Regions from separate parts of the Sus scrofa genome. Here region 2 is linked to region 1. Evidence: chromatin contacts called from public Hi-C data. All regions are on one chromosome and are shown on one strand. Each heading gives the region's core, a stretch centred on a gene start, on an enhancer-like site or on the middle of the called end of the contact. The rest is flanking DNA. Distances are from core to core; before and after follow the strand shown.

What was found. A called contact is a pair of places that touch in the nucleus more often than the background predicts.
Region 2: a Hi-C map of skeletal muscle shows a contact between it and region 1, with 3 times the contacts expected there. The contact joins two enhancer-like sites. A contact is called at or near these places in 1 of 5 promoter capture datasets (liver) and 12 of 47 Hi-C or Micro-C datasets (alveolar macrophages, brain, embryonic fibroblasts and 8 more).

The regions. Positions count from the first base shown.
Region 1 is chr14:124,636,499-124,643,273 of Sscrofa11.1, reverse strand. AFAP1L2 (actin filament-associated protein 1-like 2) reads left to right here. Exons shown (of 25, transcript XM_013983751.2): 14 at 1,688-1,899; 15 at 3,716-3,861; 16 at 4,961-5,072. Among named protein-coding and RNA genes, the nearest start is that of VWA2, 62 kb to the right of the region's middle. Within about 2 kb of position 4,148, at least 20 of the 83 cell types and tissues checked have an H3K27ac peak or open chromatin away from gene starts, as enhancers often do. A contact at or near this core is called in skeletal muscle, where this site is marked.
Region 2 is chr14:125,138,198-125,144,999 of Sscrofa11.1, reverse strand. No RefSeq gene overlaps it. Among named protein-coding and RNA genes, the nearest start is that of FAM160B1, 17 kb to the left of the region's middle. Within about 2 kb of position 3,064, at least 10 of the 83 cell types and tissues checked have an H3K27ac peak or open chromatin away from gene starts, as enhancers often do. A contact at or near this core is called in skeletal muscle, where this site is marked.

The DNA.
Region 1 (6,775 bases), core at 2,899-5,398:
TGGAGGTTCCCAGGCTAGGGGTCCATTCGGAGCTGTAGCCACTGGCCTACACCAGAGCCACAGCAACGTGGGATCGGAGCCGTGTCTGCAACCTACACCACAGCTCACGGCAACGCCGGATCCTTAACCCACTGAGTGAGGCCAGGGATCAAACCCACAACCTCATGGTTCCTAGTCAGATTCGTCAATACTGAGCCACGACGGGAACTCCCCATCTTACTATTGTGATGTGACAGTCACATGGCTCTGAGAAATTCCTGGTCTCCACTGTGTGTCTCGCAGTGGGCTGGGTGCCAAGGTGGCCATCCACCTTGACGCTGCTGCCTGGGCCCAGTTCATCCCAGCTAAGGTGAGAGCAGCTGCTGATCCCTAAGGATGGAGAAGGCATAACCTCTTTGTCAGCCTGTGCCTCTGGGAAGGTGAGCAGCGCAGAGAGCTGTCGGCCCCCTGCAGAGGGGCTGAAAGACCCTTCATCTTTGTAGCACCTGGGACAAGGCTGTGCCTGGCACATGATGTGAGCTCCATAACATCATGGGGGAGGGAAAGGCTTATCGTCTGAACCCAACACATGCAACCATTTAAAAACAAGAAAGGATGGCGTGAGGGGTGCCCCCACCGGCACTGGCAGAGAAAGAAGCAGTCCCTGGTGGAAAGACCACAGGGCACAGATCTGGGCACTGGAGACGAATGTGCCCAGTTCCTGGCCTTGACAGGCTCTGTGTCTGCTTGGGAGGCTTACTTGGGAGCAGAGTGTCACTGTTTGAGGACTCAAGGGTTCTGAAGGCAGTAGAGCTGGGAGGGCCAAGGCCGGCCACCTCTGGGAGGAGGAGGAGGAGCTGGCTGAGGGGAGGAGGACTTTGCAGGCTGAGATTGAGTGGCCCAGGGATGGCAAGGTTGTCAGAGCAGCTGAGGAAACTGAGTCTGCAGAGGTGGGGGGGTTGCACCTGCAGCTAGGACATGTGGCTGGGGCGAGCTTCCTGTGCGGGGCCTGAGCCGCCGGCAGAGGCAGGGAGGAGGACAGGCCTTCGAGCCTGGAGATGAGGCAGGGAGGCAGGGGGTGTGTGTGAAGGAGTCTCCACTTGCACATGCATGCACGCCAACACACACAGCGCGCACACACAAACACACACACGGCCTCCTCTAGTCTAAGACCCAACTCACTTGCTTCTGGACACTTTCCAAAAACCAGTAGTGCTGTGCTGCCCACCTTCAAAAGGTTTAAGCTGCTAATGCAAAGGAGGGAGAAAGTCCGATTCACAGCCTCCGCAAGGTTGGAACTATTCTCGGGCAAAGCCTGGCAAGTCTTTTTTTTTTTTTTTTTTTTTTTTTATCTTTTTGCCATTTCTTGGGCTGCTTCCGCAGCATGTGGAGTTCCCAGGCTAGGGGTCGAATCGGAGCTGTAGCCGCCAGCCTACACCAGAGCCACAGCAACTCGGGATCTGAGCCACATCTGTAACCTACACCACAGATCATGGCAACACCGGATCCCTAACCCACTGAGCAAGGCCAGGGATGGAACCCGCGACCTCATGGTTCCTAGTCGGATTCGTTAACCACTGCGCCACGACGGGAACTCCAAGCCTGGCAAGTCTTAGAACTGAGATTCTGGAGGAGCCTCTCAGGGGGCTGGAGGCATCCCTGGCCGCCCCCCGCCACCCAGCGCCCTCAGCTGCATCCCTCCCCGCAGGTTACCTGAACGTGCTGGTGAACAGCCAGTGGAAGTCGCGCTGGTGCTCCGTCAGGGACAGTCACCTGTACTTCTACCAGGACCGGAACCGGAGCAAGGCGGCCCAGCAGCCCCTCAGCCTGGTGGGCTGTGAGGTGGTCCCAGACCCGAGCCCGGACCACCTCTACTCCTTCCGCATCCTCCACAACGGCGAGGAGCTGGCCAAGCTCGAGGTAGTGCTGGCCCGTGGGGGAGGGGCAGGGCCCAGGGGCAAGGTCACGGCCCTTGCCGCAGGTCCTGAGGACCACAGCCCCACAACGGGAGAGTCCACCCAGCGGCTTTATTTGTACTTCCTTTGCCTGAGATTGTTTGCATTTAAAAAAAAAAAAAATTCCATTCCCTTTCTGACCTCAGGGTGGTGGAGTTATAGGACCGGGACAATGAGCTATTTCCTGCACTTAGGGCAAGAGGAGTATTTATAACTCCCTGAGCTGCTGGAAAAACTTTCTGGGGATTCAAAGCGGGTTTGTGATTTTGTTTGTGTATCACCAGATGGGGCCCAGTACATTAAAATGCCAACCAGTAAGGGCTTATCTTGGGGGAGAATAGGGTTGGTGATACAATGACAGTAATCCCACTCCCCACCCTGCTTGATGTTATGTTCCATTTATAAAAATAAGAGGTGACATAATACCTTGCAATGAGCTGGGCAGTCCCCAGCAGAAGGCTTTACAGGCGTTTAAGAACACACCCCAGTCCACTCCTGTGCACCTAGCCCTGTATCCCGGGGTCTTCCTCCAGATTTTGCGCCAATGCTGCCCTCTGGTGGCTAAAAGATCCACATCCCTCTTCATCCATCCATCCTATTGACAGATACCTACTCAGTACAATAATATGGTGAAGAAGTGGAACTTACATTCCTAGTACAAGAGTGAGATGTTGCCCATCGATTACTTAAGGCCAGTTGCCAGAGAGCAGTGGGGCAGGTGCTGTGATATGTATGGAAGTCCACGTGCTGGGCAGGTGGGAGCTAAGTAGGGAGAGCTTGTGTGGGGCAGGGGAGGTGGGGAGGAAAGCAAGGTTGATCCTAAGAGGGGAGAGAGACCCTGAAGGGGTTCAAGGGAAGGTGGCCTGTTCAGATTTGGCTTCCCAGACACTTCTTCCAGCTGCCGGGGGCGGGGGGGGGGTAGGAAGGGATAAAATGAGAAGCTGTTACCATTGCCCAGGGCAGGGATGGTTGCAGCAGGAACTACAGGCCGTCCAAGGAAAAGCTGTGTTGAGAAATCCACTTGAAAATGAGTAGGAAAAGGAAAGCAATTAATGTCGAAATCCGCTTTCAGCTACCCCCTCCAATCACGAAAACAGGGCAAAGGGGTGGCAGAGCTGTACTGAGCAATGCCAGCCAGTAGCTGTTTTTCCTCATGAAAGGAAACCCGTAATATTCATAGAATTTCCAGGGCTTTCTCATTATCAAGCCAAGAATCAATCTTGGCATTTAAATAGAACTACCCAGCAGGTATGCTTGATGAGAATGCTGTATTGTCTCCTGGGAAAATATAGGCACCAACGTCACGGGGATTTAGTTCCTGATTTGTCCGAACGATTTGACCTGGTGTCAGGTGTATACTGAAACCGTAAACAAAAATAAATTCGCGTTTTGATATTTCTTAGCAGGGATCCGGTAGTATTACATGCATGAATTAGAGCTGTTGAAATTGAAATGTGATCATTCACAAAAGAGAGGTGTCACCCAAAATACACCGTTACCAGGCCTCTCCGGGATCATTAGCCTTCTGGAAATAGATGTATATTAGCATCACGTGTGATACTTGGCACAAATGTCCACAGCATCATTGAGGTGACTCTAGGGTGTCACTAGTAGCAGGAAATACTATTTCGGGTCCCCGGAGGATGGGACGTGCTTGTGAAAATGAGGAGCTTGGCCCAGGGCCACACAGTCAGAGGCCTTGCGTAGGGTGGGGGTGGGGAGAGGCTGGGCCCCAGGCTGCACGGTCAGCCCCGCTTATGTCCTTCTCGGCCTCCTCCCAGGCCAAGACTTCCGAGGAAATGGGCCACTGGCTAGGCCTCCTGCTCTCGGAGTCAGGTTCCAAGACAGACCCGGAAGAATTTACCTACGACTATGTGGATGCCGATAGGGTTTCCTGTATTGTAAGCGCTGCCAAAACCTCTCTGCTGTGAGTATTCAGGGACCTCCCGCTTTGCACCCTCCCACGCCCAGCCTTGCTTCCAGACCCAGGCCCAGAAGGGGCCCTGGTGGGCAGCTGAGCAGCGTGGCAGCTGGGAGGGCCATCAGTGTCGAAACCGACGTGCCACGAAGTCATCTTATGTATGCTGGGGCTGTGCCAGCCACCTGGCTTGGGGGACTTGTCTAGATAAAAGAGCTGGTTAACCTGTTCTGTGTAGCAAAAAGATCAGGGCCAGGGAGCAGCCCTCAGGCGGGCCCCGCAGGAGCTGAGCCAGGCGTCTGGCCCGGGGACAGCCACAGCGTCCAGCTCTGGTTAGACACTCTCAGCTCCTTAAGGCAGAGCCGGCGCCTTTGCTGGCTTCCGCTTTCCTTCTGCTGAGGCAGCATTTGCCCATGGAGCCCTCGCTGGGTCCCAGCACACCCTAGAAGAAGCAGGGCAGAGGTGGCACTTCTGCTTCTTGGATCAGCAAACTAACTCCGGGAGAAGTGGTCCTAGGGCAGGGCGGGGAGGGGTGAGCAGATGTGGCAGCCAGCCGAGCCACTGGAACAGAATCTGCTCTCTGAGGTACAAAATGCGGAAAGTGCCATCTGGCCAGTGAGGCCCCAAGCATGCCGTGTGCTGCGCAGATGAAATGAGAGAGGATTTTGTTGTTGGAAGGAGATCCTGAAAGGGAGAAATAGGGGTGAGAAGACAGCAAAGGAGCCTAAGAGGAGGAGGGAGGGTAGGGACGCCTGCTTTCCTGGAAGAGAAATTTGGAACGGGAATTCTAATAAGAAGGCCCTGGGGAGAGAGAGAGGAGATAACCCTAAGCAAACGGATTCGTGGAGCTCCCTTGTGGCTCAGTGGGTTAAGGATCCAGCATGGTCACTGCAGTGGCTAAGGTCACTGCTATTGCATGGGTTTGATCCCTGGCCCAGCCAAGGGCATGACCAAAAAATTTTAAAAAGTAGAAAAAAAAATTCATTTTAAAATGAGGTCAGTGCTGGTCCCCAGGTCTCCTGCACAGTCCACGGATTTCGCCATAGCTCTCACTGCTATGAATGCTTTGAGGCTGGTGGCATTTACCCTCTCTTGCCGTGTCTTCCAGACTGATGCAGAGAAAGTTCTCGGAGCCGAACACTTACATCGACGGCCTGCCCAGCCAGGATTGCCAGGAGCTGCTGTATGATGATGTGGAGATGTCGGAGCTGACGGCCTCGGTAAGGATGCCGCCGGCAGCCGCCTGGGGCTGCCCCTCCTCTTCCTGCCAAGCCTCAGTGCCTTTGTGTCTCAGTGCCAGAGACCATTAGATGGTCCCCAAGAGGGATGGGCTCCAAGTCACCCGCAGGGCCATCAGTGTTGAAACCAAGGTGCCACAAAGTCCTCTTATGTATGCTGGGGCTGCGCCAGCTGCCTGGCTTGGGGACTTGTCTAGATGAAAGAGCTGGTTAACCACTCTGGTCAGTTCACAGGTAGAGGGTGTGGTATTGGGAGTGGTGATATCGTTAGCTCTTTTTATTTTATTTTGTTTTATTTTATTTTTGCTTTCTAGGGCTGCAGCTGCAGCATTTGGAAATTCTCAGGCTAGGGGTCGAATTGGAGCTACAGCTGCTGTCTATACCACAGCCACAGCAACGCCAGATCCTTGACCCACTGAGTGAGGCCAGGGATCGAACCTGCATCCTCATGGATCCTAGCCGGGTTTGTTAACCACTGAGCCACAAAGGGAACTCCAGCCCTTTTTTTTTTTTTAATTGAGGTATAGTTGATTTGCAATATTATATTAGCTTCAGGTATACATCATAGTATGTATGATTATAAATTATATGCCATTAAAAGTTATAACAAAATAATGGTTCTAATCCCCTGTGCTACACAATATTTCCTCATGGTTTATCTGTTTTATCCATAGTAGTTTGCATCTCTTAATCCCACACCTCTATCTTGTCCTTCCTCCCTTCCCTCTCTTTAGTGATCAACAGTAGTTTGTTGTCTTTTTCTGTGAGTCTGTTTTTTTTTTTTTTTTTTTTTTTTTTTGTCTTTTTGCCTTTTCTAGGGCCGCACCCACGGCATATGGAGGTTCCCAGGCTAGGGGTCGAATTGGAGCTGTAGCTGCCCGCCTTCACCAGAGCCACAGCAACGGGGATCCAAGCCGCGTCTGCAACCTATACCACAGCTCACGGCAACGCCGGATTGTTAACCCACTGAGCAAGGGCAGGGACTGAACCCGCAACCTCATGGTTCCCAGTTGGATTCGTTAACCACTGCGCCACGAAGGGAACGCCTGTGAGTCTGTTTTGCTCTATGCATTTGATTGTATTAGTTTTTAGATTTCATATAAAAGTGATAACATACAGCATCTGTCTTTTCATGGCGGACTCATTTCACTAAGCATTATATTCTCTAGGTCCATGCACATTGCTGCAAGTGGCTGAATTTTTAGTTTTTAACGGTTAAGTAATATTCCCTTGTGTATGTATATATGTGTATATACATACCTACATCTTCTTTTCCATTCACCTGCTGATGGGCACTAGAACTGCTTTCATATCTTGGCTATTGTAAGTAGTGTTGCCATGAAGACCGAGGTGCATGTCTCTTTTCCCATTCGTGTTTTTGCTTGTCCCGGATATATTATATATACCAAGGAGTAGAATTGCTGGATCCTATTAGTTCTATTTTAGTGTTTGGAGGAACCTCTGTGCTGTTTTCCACAGTGGCTGCACCAGTTTACCTTCTCACCGACAGTGTACTAGGATTCTTTTCTCCATATTTGTTATTTGTAGGCTCTTTGAAGACAGCCATTCTGACAGGTGTGAGGTGCTGTCTCATTGTGGTTTTGATTTGCATTTCTCTCATAGTTAGCATCTTTTCATGTGCCTATGAGCTCACCATATGTCTTCTTTGGAAAAGTGTCTATTCA
Region 2 (6,802 bases), core at 1,815-4,314, 500 kb before region 1:
GGCAGGTTGCCGACAAGATGCCCATCACTGCTGAACATTTTAGTGTGTATTTCCACAAACAAGAACATTCTTCAGCATAACCACAGTAAACTGTCTTCATTTCCTAGTCTTGTCATAACAAACTACCACAAAGTTGATGGCTTAAAACAAGAGGAAATTATTTTCTCATAGTCTGGAAGAAGTCCGAAATCTAGGTGTCAGCAGAGCTGCGCTCCTTCTGGAGGCTCCAGGGGAGAATTCTTCGTGGCCTCTTAGAGCTTCTGGAGGCCTTAGGAGTTCCTTGGTTTTTTGACTCCAATTTCTGCTTTGTCTTTACATGGACTTCTTCTTGTGTCTTCTCTGTGTGTCTTATCTAGGGACTCGTGATTTAGGACCCATCCAGATAACCTAGGGTGATCTTATCTTGCGATCCTTTAATCACATTTGTGAAGGCCCTTTTTTCAAATAAGGTCACATTCACAGGTTTCAGGAATTAGGGCCTAGGCATATCTTTGGGGGAGCCACCATTCAACCCACTCCATATCCAGCCATCTGGATACTGAAACTAACATATTACTGTCATCTAATCCACAGACCCCAGTCCAACTTTCACCCATTGTCTCCGTCATGCCCTTTATAGAGAAAGAATCCGGTTCAGAATCACATGGTCTATTTATTTGCCTTGCCTCTTTATCCTTCTTCAGTCTGGAGGAGTCCCTTGTGTCCTGGCTTTCATGACCTGATGATTTTGAAGATTCGGGCCAGTTCTTTTGTAGGATGTCTCTCAATGTTTGCTCATGATTAATTCAGGTGTGCATTCCTGGAAGGAACATTGTCACGGAGTGATGTTTTCTTCCCATTACATCCCATCAGGTGGCACATAGTTTCCATTTGTTTCAGTACCAGACAAAGTCACTTGGATCTCTTGGTTAAGGTGGCGATGCCAAACTTTACTGTTAAATACTCTTCTCATGAATATAAAGATTATGTCCACCTGACTTTGATTTTAATTCTATCACTATGGACACAGAGTTGCCTATTTCAATCAATGGGTTATAATTCATTTCTATTTTTTTTCTTTTATTTTTAAAAAATTATTCAATGCTCAGTTTTTGGCCCGAAGGAGCGCCCCCCCCCACCTGGTTTCTGTGTCTTTTTAATGTGACACTGTCATTCTTTGAGCATTTTCTTCCTTTCTGCTGCAGGGTGGTCCCAGCTCACCCCATACTCTCCTTGTCTTAGATGTAGAATCAAATATTTCTCCCTGGTTCCTTTTGATGGAGAATAGTTGTTGGAAGCTAAGATAACATATGGAAAAATGCTTTGTAACCTGAGTTAAACACACAAACAAAATCTCCCCCATATAATTCTGGTCCTCCAAATAAGTGAAACATTTCTTTTCCAGAAATTTCTTGCTCCCTAACAAAAACGACCAACTTCCTCCTTAGCTTTTGTGGTGTTGATGCCTGAAAAAAAAAAATGCCTTGGCCTTTGTGGGTATGGTAATAATATGAGATTTAAAAAAAAACAAAAAACAAAAAACCTATTGTATTTTTTGGTTAATGTTATTTCAAAAAATCTCCTTTGCAAGATATTTTTCTTTTCTGTGTTTTGCCCCTGAGATTTGACAGGATGTTGTGTTTAAACTGGTGTTGTACCTGAGTTTGCAGGAAGCCACTGACTTTCTATCAGGAGTGTGCTGAGAGCTGAGTCTAGAGGCTTTCGGGTTGGTCAGGGTAGGTCTTGAGAAAGATAGGCATCTCTTTGCAAGGCAGCTTCCCTAGGTGAGCTTACATGGGCTCTTTAAGCAAATCTAGTCTCCTCAGACACAAGAGGACAGGCTGAAGGTGCTGGCAAGAAAGGCTCCGAGAGACTGGAGAGTTCAGAGTTCTCATCTTTGTGCAGTTCCAGCAGAGGTCCCCATTCCATGTCTCAGGCTCACTCCTTCTCAATCCCATAACTTTAACATAAGAGGCGTGGCAAGTCCATGAATTCAACTTCAGTTTTTAGTTTTTGTTTTTGCAACCCAAACAACTAAACTTGGGTATGATTTTCACTGAGTTTGACCATGCAGCTGTAAGAAATTGCAAATTATCTCAGGCTCACCATAGATACCCTCTAGGTCTTTGTGACTTATGATGAAAGTTTAAAACCTCCAGCTTGTTTTCTTTCTGTAAGTTCTCCAGTGCAATCAGAAGCAGCTCTCACACTCGTTATTATGACCATAACAGCCCAGTGCCACAGCCACTTGGTCCTCCAGGCCATTTGTTTCGCAGGCACTTCCTCACAGTCACCTGCAGGTAATGTTTCAGTTCATCATGATGACCTGCATGACCACAGGTAACTGGATTCCCATCTTCGAGTAGCAGAGATCTCAACCCCACTTTCAGTTAAGGACATAACGAAGCAATCCCAAGTCCCACCTTTGAGGGTTTGTTTCCTGGAACCACTCTGGCACCAAACATCGCACATGCTAGAGTGCAGTCAGGAAGACAGAAACCACACCAGCCGTTTCAGCAGAGAGAATTTAATATAAGAAAGGGGGACGTTCCCGTTGTGGCACAGTGGTTAACGAATCTGACTAGGAACCATGAGGTTGAGGGTTCGATCCCTGGCCTTGCTCAGTAGGTTAAGGATCCGGGTTGCTGTGAGCTGTGGTGTAGGTTGCAGACGCTGCTCGGATCCCATGTTGCTGTGGCTCTGGCGTAGAACGGTGGCTACAGTTCCAATTAGATCCCTAGCCTGGGAATCTCCATATGCCACGGGAGCAGCCCTATAAAAGGCAAAAAGACCAAAAAAAAAAAAAAAAAAGTTATAAGAAACGGGAAAACATTGAGTCCTAGAAATAACAACCTGCCATCAGAACACGGGGAAGAAGTTTGTGTTTTCAAAAACCAGAGGCTTGGAAGAGGGCCCCACAGATCTAGGACATAGACCTCTGAGAAGAAGATCCTGTCCAGCGAGTCCTGTGGCACCTGAAGGCTAATTCTAGAAGCTTTACGAGAAGCTCAGGACTGGAACTAACTGCTGCTGCCAAAGGGAAGCGCCGCTGCCGAGCCAACAACGACAGGAACTGCCCACAACCGGAAGAGGCAGCTCTGTTTCCTTTCTTAAATCTCGCAGTCTCCCTCTACCACCCCCTGCCGGCAGAGCTGAACAGTTACCCCGCAAAAGAGAAACAAGTCTGCAGAAAAGACCCAGACTACAAAGTGGAGTTTAGGAGGGTGGATTTGGACCTGATGTAATAGGATGGTATGTGTTTTCACATATAATTGCAGAGGCTCAGTTACAAAGTGGACGTGATAAAATAGATGTTTACATCTATTTGTGGCATCAGCATAAGGGTGACATCTATAAGTCTATTCCAGCGTGTTATACTAGCCATGAAACAACAAATGGGTGGCCAAGAATAATGTGATTCTTTGGTGTGGTACGCAACTGTTGGCAATGTTCCAAAGAAAACATAATGTGCCACATTCCCTTAATTTACAAATTAGTGCCTTCCTGGAAATTTTATTACATATTAAATGCTGAACTAATGGTAAGTAGTCTTTTCATCTACATGAATATTCAGCCAGAAATTTTAAAGTTCTAGGGGACGAAAGACAATTATCTCTTTTATGGGAATAGCCTGTGTATTGCAGGATGTCTAGCACTGTTTCTTGAATGCCATAGTCCTTTACTCATTTCTCAAACACATGCTAGGACATGCAAGGACACATTGAGAGATATTATCATATAAAAATTAACTACCGGAGTTCCCGTCGTGGCGCAGTGGTTAGCGAATCCGACTAGGAACCATGAGGTTGCGGGTTCGGTCCCTGCCCTTGCTCAGTGGGTTAACAATCAGGCTTAGCCGTGAGCTGTGGTGTAGGTTGCAGACGCGGCTCGGATCCCGCGTTGCTGTGGCTCTGGCGCAGGCCGGTGGCTACAGCTCTGATTCGACCTCTAGCCTGGGAACCTCCATATGCCAAGGGAGCGGCCCAAGAAATAGCAACAACAACAACAACAACAAAAAGACAAAAAGGCAAAAAAAAAAAAAAAAAAAAATTAACTACCATCTTCCTAAAACTGACTTCCTGGGGCAAGGGTTTAGGGGCTAGGGATTTTATGCTGAGTAACCTAGAAGCCAACTGAAGGTTTTGAACGGAAACATTTGATTTACATTTTAAAGAAGATTACTCTGGCTGCTGCTTTGTGAATAACAAAGGGAGGCAAGAATGGAGGTGTGAACTGAAGTGTGGCACTTGCCATCACCCTCTACAGGGAGTAAAACATGATCCCCTGAAGCTGCTGACCCACAGCACCCCCAGAGTGGAGCTCAGGGGGCAGACAGGGGTGAGGCACTCTGTGCTTTGGGAAAACTGGAAGAACAGGTCTTCAGATAGATATTTTTAGGAGAAGATCTTACGAGCTTAATTCCTGCATCTCCTCATTTCTAGAAAAACATTAAAATCCTTCCTTGATAACTGATACAGTAACTCTCTAACTAGTCGTCACCTTCACGAGACCAGCAGCAAACTTCTGCAAAATGCGTGCCTGGCTGCAGGCACCTCCCCCTTCACCTTTACAACTTTTATCTTGATATCTCCCCCTTTCCTCTTTGGGGCAATATTTCAGATAACTCTGAAATACTGCCTCCTGGGCTGTAGTTAAGTGACAGGACAGAAGACGTCAGGGTCCTTTGTGAGAACAGCCACTCCCAAGGGTGGGCCAGTGAGCCCTGAGGGAACATCGGGAAAGAAACCAGGACGACTGGCCCCCAGCTTAGGTGCATATCAAAGGAGTGATTCCAGGAAACCCAAACCCAGATCTTCTCTTAGAAACTGGTTTTCTATAAATCTTTTTCTGTAAATCTGGCTATCTATAAACCTTTTGTTCCTACTGCTTTCCCTCTGTTGCAAAAACTCAAATATCCCAGCTTACCCCTCGCCTCCTCAGAGCAGTTCCTCGGAGCTTCTTGAGATGCTGTCTCCCGGGCGTAAGTCCTAATTTCACCCCAAATAAAACGTAACTCTCAACTTTGAGGTTGTGCTTTTTTTTTCTTTTTTTAAGTCAGTAGAAGGAAGGAGTCCAGATGGAAGGGCTCACTGTATTCCAGTGGAAGGAGGAGATGTAGTTCCATTCTGGATATATTTCAAAGGTATCCAGACAGAATTTTCTTTAAGGGTGGATACGAGTGAGAGAAAGAGCAAGACCAAGGATGACGTCAAGGTTTCAGCCCAGATGACTGAACGGTTGTGAAGTTTTCAGAGACGGGACTCAGTGCGTAAGATTAGACCTGTAAAGTATGTAGTAGATACCCAAGTGGGGATGCTGAGGAGGGCGTTGGATATATGTCACTCCAGAGCTCGGTGGGAAGGTTGGGGCCAGAAGTATAAATTAGGGAGTACTTAGAACTCACAGGAAGATTTAAATACATGAACCTGGATGCGGTCATCAAGGGGGTGAGTGTAAATACAGAAGAGAAGCGGTTCAAGGCACGAGCCCAGAGCTCCTCCAAGATAGTGAGTCTGGGTAGAGGCAGAGGTGTCAGCAAAGGAAGTGAGATCATCCTGGGTCGTCTTTTTTGACTATAACTAATAACATGGTATAATATTATAATGGCTAGTGCCAAACATTATTCTAATCACTTAAGATACACTACTTTTTAAAAATGTTAACAACCACTTTATGAGGTAGGCTATGTTGTTTTTATTTAATGATGAGGAAACTGAGGCAGAGTTGAATATATCCTGCTCAATATTAAAACCAACGAAATATACAGAATTAGATAAAGATAGTGCTTGCATAACACTGTGAATGTACTCAATGCCACTGGATCATTCACTTTAAAATCGTTTATTTTATTTTATTTTATTTTTTTGCTTTTTAGGGCTGTACCTGTGGCACATAGAAGTTCCCAGACTGGGGGTCAAATAAGAGCTACAGCTGGCGGCCTGTCGGAATCCAAGCTGTGTCTGTGACTTACACCACAACAAGTCGGGATCCAAGCTGTGTCTGTGACTTACACCACAGCTTATGGCAATGCTGGATCCCTGAACCACTGATCGAGGCCAGGGATCGAACCTGCATCCTCATGGATACTACTCGGATTCTTTTCTGCTGCGTCACAACAGGAACTCTCAACACCAAATAGCTTAAAGTCATAAATGAAAGGTAAATCTGTACAGTTTCGATAATGAAAGAAAATGTAGGAGAATGTAGAGTGGGAAGATTTTCTTAAACAAGACCCCAAAAGCAAACCATAAGAGAAAGATTGAGAGATAGTATCATATCAAAATTAACTATTTCTGTTCAGCAGTAGATATCATCTACAAGCTAAGAGGTAACATTACTGATTGTCTTATAGTCAGAGGTCTGGAATGAGTTTCATTGCACTAAAATCCATAAAAGCCCTATATTTAAATATGACTAGCATTATTAATAATAGCACCAGCAGCACTATTAATTTCATATATGATACTATGCATAATATAATATATGTTGACTATATATATACTTTATGTAGTATAGTAATTGAGAGTATATTATTATTTAAAGGAGAAAATAGTCACATTTAAATTCCTTGGGTTAAAAAATAGTAATTACACAATTGGGTACTTTATGATCACAGATAATATTAAAGTAGAAGATAATTTCTTTTATTCACAAATAAAGAAGAGTTCCCTGGTGGCCTAAGAGTTAAAGGATCCAGCATTGTCACTGTTGTGGCTCTGGTTACTGCTGTGGTGTGGGTTCGATCCCTGGCCTGGGGGAACTTCTTCATGCTGTGACTGTGGCAAAAATAAAAAGGTAAAATTCTGGGGTTCCCGTCGTGGCT